Linked DNA regions of Mus musculus: region 2 is linked to region 1. A link is a contact called in public capture Hi-C data. All regions are on one chromosome and are shown on one strand. The core of a region is the stretch at or near the end of the contact, and the rest is flanking DNA. Distances in the headings are between cores, read along the strand shown. Region 1 holds the start of Rap1gapos (RAP1 GTPase activating protein, opposite strand). Region 2 holds the start of 1700095J12Rik (RIKEN cDNA 1700095J12 gene).

The links. Capture Hi-C pulls out chosen DNA fragments and counts their contacts.
Region 2: a contact with region 1 is called in a capture Hi-C map of macrophages, with 3 times the contacts expected there. The contact joins the promoter of 1700095J12Rik here to the promoter of Rap1gapos in region 1. A contact is called at or near these places in 5 of 39 promoter capture datasets (the 3T3-L1 cell line, embryonic stem cells, frontonasal cranial neural crest and 2 more) and 1 of 9 other capture datasets (macrophages).

Annotation. Positions count from the first base shown.
Region 1 is chr4:137,705,193-137,707,952 of GRCm38.p6, forward strand. It overlaps Rap1gapos (RAP1 GTPase activating protein, opposite strand), which reads right to left and starts at 1,414. Exons shown (of 2, transcript NR_138594.1): 1 at 1,330-1,414. Rap1gap (Rap1 GTPase-activating protein) reads left to right here and starts at 2,275. Exons shown (of 24, transcript NM_001379234.1): 1 at 2,275-2,468. The coding sequence starts at 2,394.
Region 2 is chr4:138,137,208-138,140,094 of GRCm38.p6, forward strand. It overlaps 1700095J12Rik (RIKEN cDNA 1700095J12 gene), which reads right to left and starts at 1,311. Exons shown (of 2, transcript NR_126429.1): 1 at 689-1,311; 2 at 373-501. The region is part of intron 12 of Eif4g3 (eukaryotic translation initiation factor 4 gamma, 3); the gene reads left to right.

The sequences.
Region 1 (2,760 bases), core at 164-2,663:
TCCATGGAGAACCCAAGCAAGGATGCTATCAGTAGCACAAGGGCTCCTGAGACCTCCTGCCTTCCCTGGAGGGCAACAGCCCTGGACAAGGCTACAGTAGTCCTCAGGAAACAGCCACTTGATGGCAGCCACTTGCTTGAACAGCTGGGTTTGAGAGTGAGGCTTCCCCCTGGCCATGGGACTGTTGTTTGTCCTGCCTGGGTTTTGGCCCTTCCATCTGGAGGGAAGGCTAATGTTGCAGATCCTCGGAGCCTGAGGCTCAGAGAGCCCAAGGTGGGCCCTTCAGTTACCAAGGAAGCCGCTATCCTTCAGCCTCCTGGCCTCCACCCAGTTGGCTCCCACTTTCCAATCATGCTAACGCAGCGCAGACAGTGAGCTTCAGACCGCCACAGCCCCACAGTGCACCCCTCCTCCAGACTAGGACCCATTCTGTGAACTGAAACCAGCTCCCAGAGTGACTCATTTGGATTTCCAGCAGGCTATTGGTGAGCTGAGGGAACCTGCCTGGGATACTCTCCAGTTTTCCTCAATACCCTATTCTGTTACATATTTACAATGATACTGGAACCAGTTTGAGGGGCATGTAACCTCCCTGTACCTAAGGGCAAGTCCCACCTCTAACATAGAGTAGACAGCTGCTGCTGCTACTGTTGCTCCTCCCCTCCTCTGCCTCCTCCTCCTCCTCCTTCTCTTTCTTCTTCTTCTTTAGTTTTTCAAGACAGGGTTTCCTTGTGTAATGCTGGCTGTCCTGGAACACACTCTGTAGACCAGGCTGGCCTTGGACTCACAAAGATCTACCTGCCTCTGTCTCCTGAGTTCTGGGACTAAAGGTGTGTGTCACCATTGCATGGCTGAGAGTGTCTTCTCTATTGACCTTGCCAGCTCGTCACTGGGCAGCGCCTTTGGAAGTGCTTTGGAAATAATCAGTATTACTGTGTCCCCAGAGCTGTGCAGGGGTTGTATTTTCTTTTCTTTGGGGAGCCACATTTAAATAGACACCGAGCTACCCTCTGCAGTACTCAGGGACTGTAAAATCTGCATACATGTGCATACTTGGCCTACCTATACCTAACCTGGGAGCCAGACCACATTCAGACAGACAGACAGACACAAGTACATATATCTATAGTGTATTCAGACTTGCTCATGAACACATAAAGGAGATAGAAAGTAAATACCCCCCCAGGCGTCCCTACCCACCCCTTCCTACCCACGGGTACTTCTATGCTACAGCAATGCAGTATGTCACGTAGAGCCACGACTAGCCTTGGAGACACACATGTACACAGATAAGGACCTAGACACATACGCAGGCGGCATCCACTCTACCTGGCCTACATATCGCCGGTGATTTGAGCAGCTTTGGCCTCCCCCAGGGCCACGGTAGGAAAAGATGCTCTTCTGGCTGCATTGTGTTGGGTACCCGGAAGTGTGCAGGCCTGGAAGTGGTTGCATAAATCAATATTTGCTGTTGTTAATTATTAAAGCCAAAGCTACTCGGTGTCTGGAATGCACATCTCTGGTGTTCCCGCTGGCTCTCTAGGTCTAAACCTGACCCTGGGCCAGGTCTGGGAGGGCAGGGAAAGTGCTGCCTGCCTTCCTTTCAGGAGCTCCCTGGCCCTGGGGACAGAGGGTAGTAGACAGCACTTCTGGGAAGCTGTAGGAGATCTGCCCCCCGCCCCTAGCTGGAGGACAGTCCTGCCCCTAGAGCATCCAGACTTCTCCAGCATCTGTCTTGGGGTCTGTCCCTGCTGCAGACTGGCTGCACCAGCCTAAGACACAAGGACTTCAGGGTCAAGTTGGGGGTGGGGGGTGTCGTTTCAGAAGCCTTGTAATTTACAGATGGTAAACTGAGCCAATGGAGGTGCCAGAGACTCTGCAGCTTCAGACTCTTCCAGGGATCCCGGGGTTTTCTAGCAAAAAAAGCTATTGCACCTCTTGGAATATGATTTTCTAGTGAAGACATTTGTACCTCCTTGGTTATGGCGATCTGGTGAGACACGCAAAGGGTCCAGCAAAGAAAGTGCTTAAGCACCATCTCCAGTACTCCTGCATTCCCTGGGCACAGCTGTCCCAAGAACCTTGTCCTTGAAGCCCAGAGGCAGGGTCTCCAGTCTGGGAAGACACAGCTGCTCACAGAAGTGCCTGAGGCTTCCCGCGCGCAGGCGCAGTGTCCTGGGCCCCTTGCCCGGCCGCCCCGCGAGTGGGCGTGGTGGCCTTCCGCCCCGCCCCTCCTCCGCGCCTCCCGCACCTGGCGCCCCGCCCCCTCGGGCCCGGCAGCAGGGTGAGCCCAGAGAAGGCAGAGCGGCGGCGGGCGGGACAGGAGCGCAGAGCTCGGGCTACGGGGCCCCGGGCCGGGCCGGCTTACAGCGCCGCCGGGGCTGGGGCTCGGGATGGCGCAGCCGCGGCCCCCAGCGCCCCATGGCCGTCCGCGGAGGGGCTCGTTGCCGGCGGGGGCCGGCTGGCAGGTGAGGACCCTGGCAGGGGCGGCCTGGCCGACTGGGGACCCAGGGCCATCAGTCAGCCTTACTACCCAGAGTCTGGCAGTCTGTGCCTGAACCCCGTCACGGTGGGTGTGTATGTTTTTGGACTGACACCCGAACTACACGGAGCACCCTAGTGTTTTCCAAAGCTGCCCCTGGGTCAGACGTAGGGACACTGTGGCCATGGGCTGCAGTGACACTGGGTGTGTGTTTAACTGTTGTTGGGACTGCCTGCTGCCTTTTCCACACAGATGGAGCGATATCATAGGGTGACTCT
Region 2 (2,887 bases), core at 61-2,560, 430 kb after region 1:
CTGCCTTCTCACCACAGTTCCTTGCCAGCCAGGCCCCTTCTCACATCTCCCTCAGTTCTCCTGCTTCCTCTACTTAAAAAGGCCTTTTTTTTTTTTTAATCCATTGGTGTTTTGCGTACGTATGTGAGTATGTGTGTGTGCATATTGGATTCCCTGGAAATGCCACGTGGGAACTCAGGTCCTCTATTAGAGTAGTAGCCAGGGCTCTTAACAACTGAACTGTGTCGTGTCTTCCCCCCCCCCCCCGCTCCCAACCCCAAAAGGCCTTTTGATTACATGGTGTCTAGTTTCCTATTCATCCAAAGATACTTCATTTTACCACATAATCAAGGGCACTTTGCCACACAAAGGTTTGAGTCATAGGGGTCAATGTCATATGAACATTTTGGGCGAAGATTTATTGTGCATAGCACACTGCAAAGGTGATATTAATATGGAAATTAAAACCACTAATTGAATATATTGTTAAAGTATCTTCATTCTGTTGGCCTCAGCATCCACCTTCAGAAACAATTAAAAGAAAAGTAAATTAAACTCAAATGATAGGGGAAATTACGCTAAGATTAGAAGTAAAATGTAAACTGAAGGCCGTTAGTGCAAGTACCAACCGAGCTCCCTCGGATGCCATCGTCCGACAGCCCTGTGAGCAGTAACGGTGAAGCAACGAGGGAAAACTCAGTGTGCTTACTTGGCTGCTTTTGGGAGAGCAGAAGTCCTGCCTTTCAGCCGAGTCCGGTAGCTTCTTCTCTCTGTCTTTCCCAGTGATCCATCATCCGTGCGTCGACGTCGTCGGCCTGGTTCTCTGGCCTGATTCTCGAGGCTCATTCATGGCTTCACTGTGTGTGTGGTTGATTTGGTTGGTGGTTTGGGGGGCTTGTTGGTTTTGTTTGGTTTTGGTAAGGTCTTACCTTGTAGCCCTGGTTGTCGTGGAATTTGCTGTGTTGACCAGGCCAGCCTAGAACTTGCAGCCAGCCATCTGCCTCTGCCCCTCGAGTACTGGAATCAAAGGTGCGCACCGTCGCCCCACAGACTCCATTGTAGTTCTCTTCTCTCAGCTTTTCCTTGTTTCCTAGAGAAATTGACAGCTTTTCTTTTCTAGATTCCTATGGGAATTTCTAAAGTGAAAAAACCAAAATGTCAAGGGTGTGTCCGCAGCCAAAAGGAACCCAGTCGAGGCCTGGGAATGTGAGGACGCTGGTATAGTGCCAACTGAAGGGCAGGGGCTGAGAAGAGACCTCATGTGAACAGAAGCCCTATGGGAAGAGGAGGGGGAAGCCCAGGTGTCTAGGGTGGGAACTCCCAGAGAATTCCATTACTGGAACATTCTACTCTGTTTATGTATAAGCCTGTGACAATGCCCTTGGTCCCACCTCAGCCGTGGTAAAGCACATAACACAGTTTTGTGTCACTTGTGTCCTGAGCCCTGGACTCTGTGCACACTGTCTTCAAACTGGAGGATCAGTCACAGAGTCCGCAGTGATTTGAAAGGAAGAGAAGGGGCCTCTTGTAATTCATACTTTCTCCGCTGGCAGCCGTACTCTCTTCATTCTCATTATCAGATTGTGGTGAAAAAGTAAAATCTCTTCACAATCTAAAAAAAATCCCAGAAATACAGAAAAGCAGCAAAAACAGTTTTATCATTGAACAAACGTAAGTGCTGGACCGAGTCCCTCGGGCAGCCTGGACTTGAGAGGGCCAAGTTGCCGAGAACTGCAGCCCTGCCTTCCACTCCAATTCTCGACTGAAAGGCAAGGACAGGCTCGGTGTCCTAGTGCCTCGAGCCCTCTGCTTGCGTCTATGGAAGGAGTGAATATGAATAAAAAATCAGTTTGACGTTGTGGCTCCTTATTTCATCCTGTGCCGATAGCAATTGGCTGGAATTACCGTCAGTGGTAACAGCAGTAGCGGCGGTTGGCTTTTTGCAACAAGCCTTTTCTGTGTAGTCCACCATGGCTTTGAATTCCCTGGGTCCACGCTGGTCTTAAACATGAAATTCTACTACCACAGCTTCCATGTGCCATACCCCTAAACTGTATTTCTTCTGTCTTCAGCCGTCTTGTCATGTTCCAACCTAGTTCATCTGAACTTCTGGAAGGTTCAGCAGCTGTCAGTTGCTTTTATTCTAATGAAAAGCAGAATCTGGGTCTTTATGACAGGCAGGCAGGTAGTTACTAGAGCCAGGCTCCTTCCTGCATGAAGAGTCCCATTGTGACAAGAGAGACGGTGGAGCTATGGAGGCAGCCTCTGGCTCTGAGTTACAGGGTTGATAAAAATACACCTCCCAGGGATGGAGATGTAGCATGGGTTCTCTAGGGCAGTGCAGACACGTGACTGCCTGTAGCTGTAGGCGGAGACTGTTGAGGTTCTAGGACCTGCCAGTCAGTGGCTTGGATAAACCCTGCCGGGCTTGTTGTGGGTGTGAAATTGCAAACCTGTTGGATTTTATAATACTTTGGACTTCCATAGGCTAGTCAAACATTTTATTCTGTTCTTACTTTTTACATTTTGCTTATTTTGTGTGAGTGTGCAACACGCTGTATGTGGCTGTCAGGGCATAGCTTGTGAGAGAATGTGTTCTTCCACCTTGTGGGACCTAAGAATTGAACTCTGGTGTAAACGTAAGTTTTTTTTTTTTTTTTTAAGATTTATTTATATGAGTACACTATAGCTGTCTTCAGACGCACCAGAAGAGGGCGTCAGATCTCATTACAGGTAGTTGTGAGCTACCATGTGTTTGCTGGGAATTGAACTCAGTACCTCTGGAAGAGCAGTCAGTGTTCTTAACTGCTGAGCCATCTCTCCAGGCCCATAAACGTAATTTTTATTAGCCTGATATAATTGTCCTCGCTGAGGCTTACTGCCTCCATTTGCTAACCTAGGCCTAGTC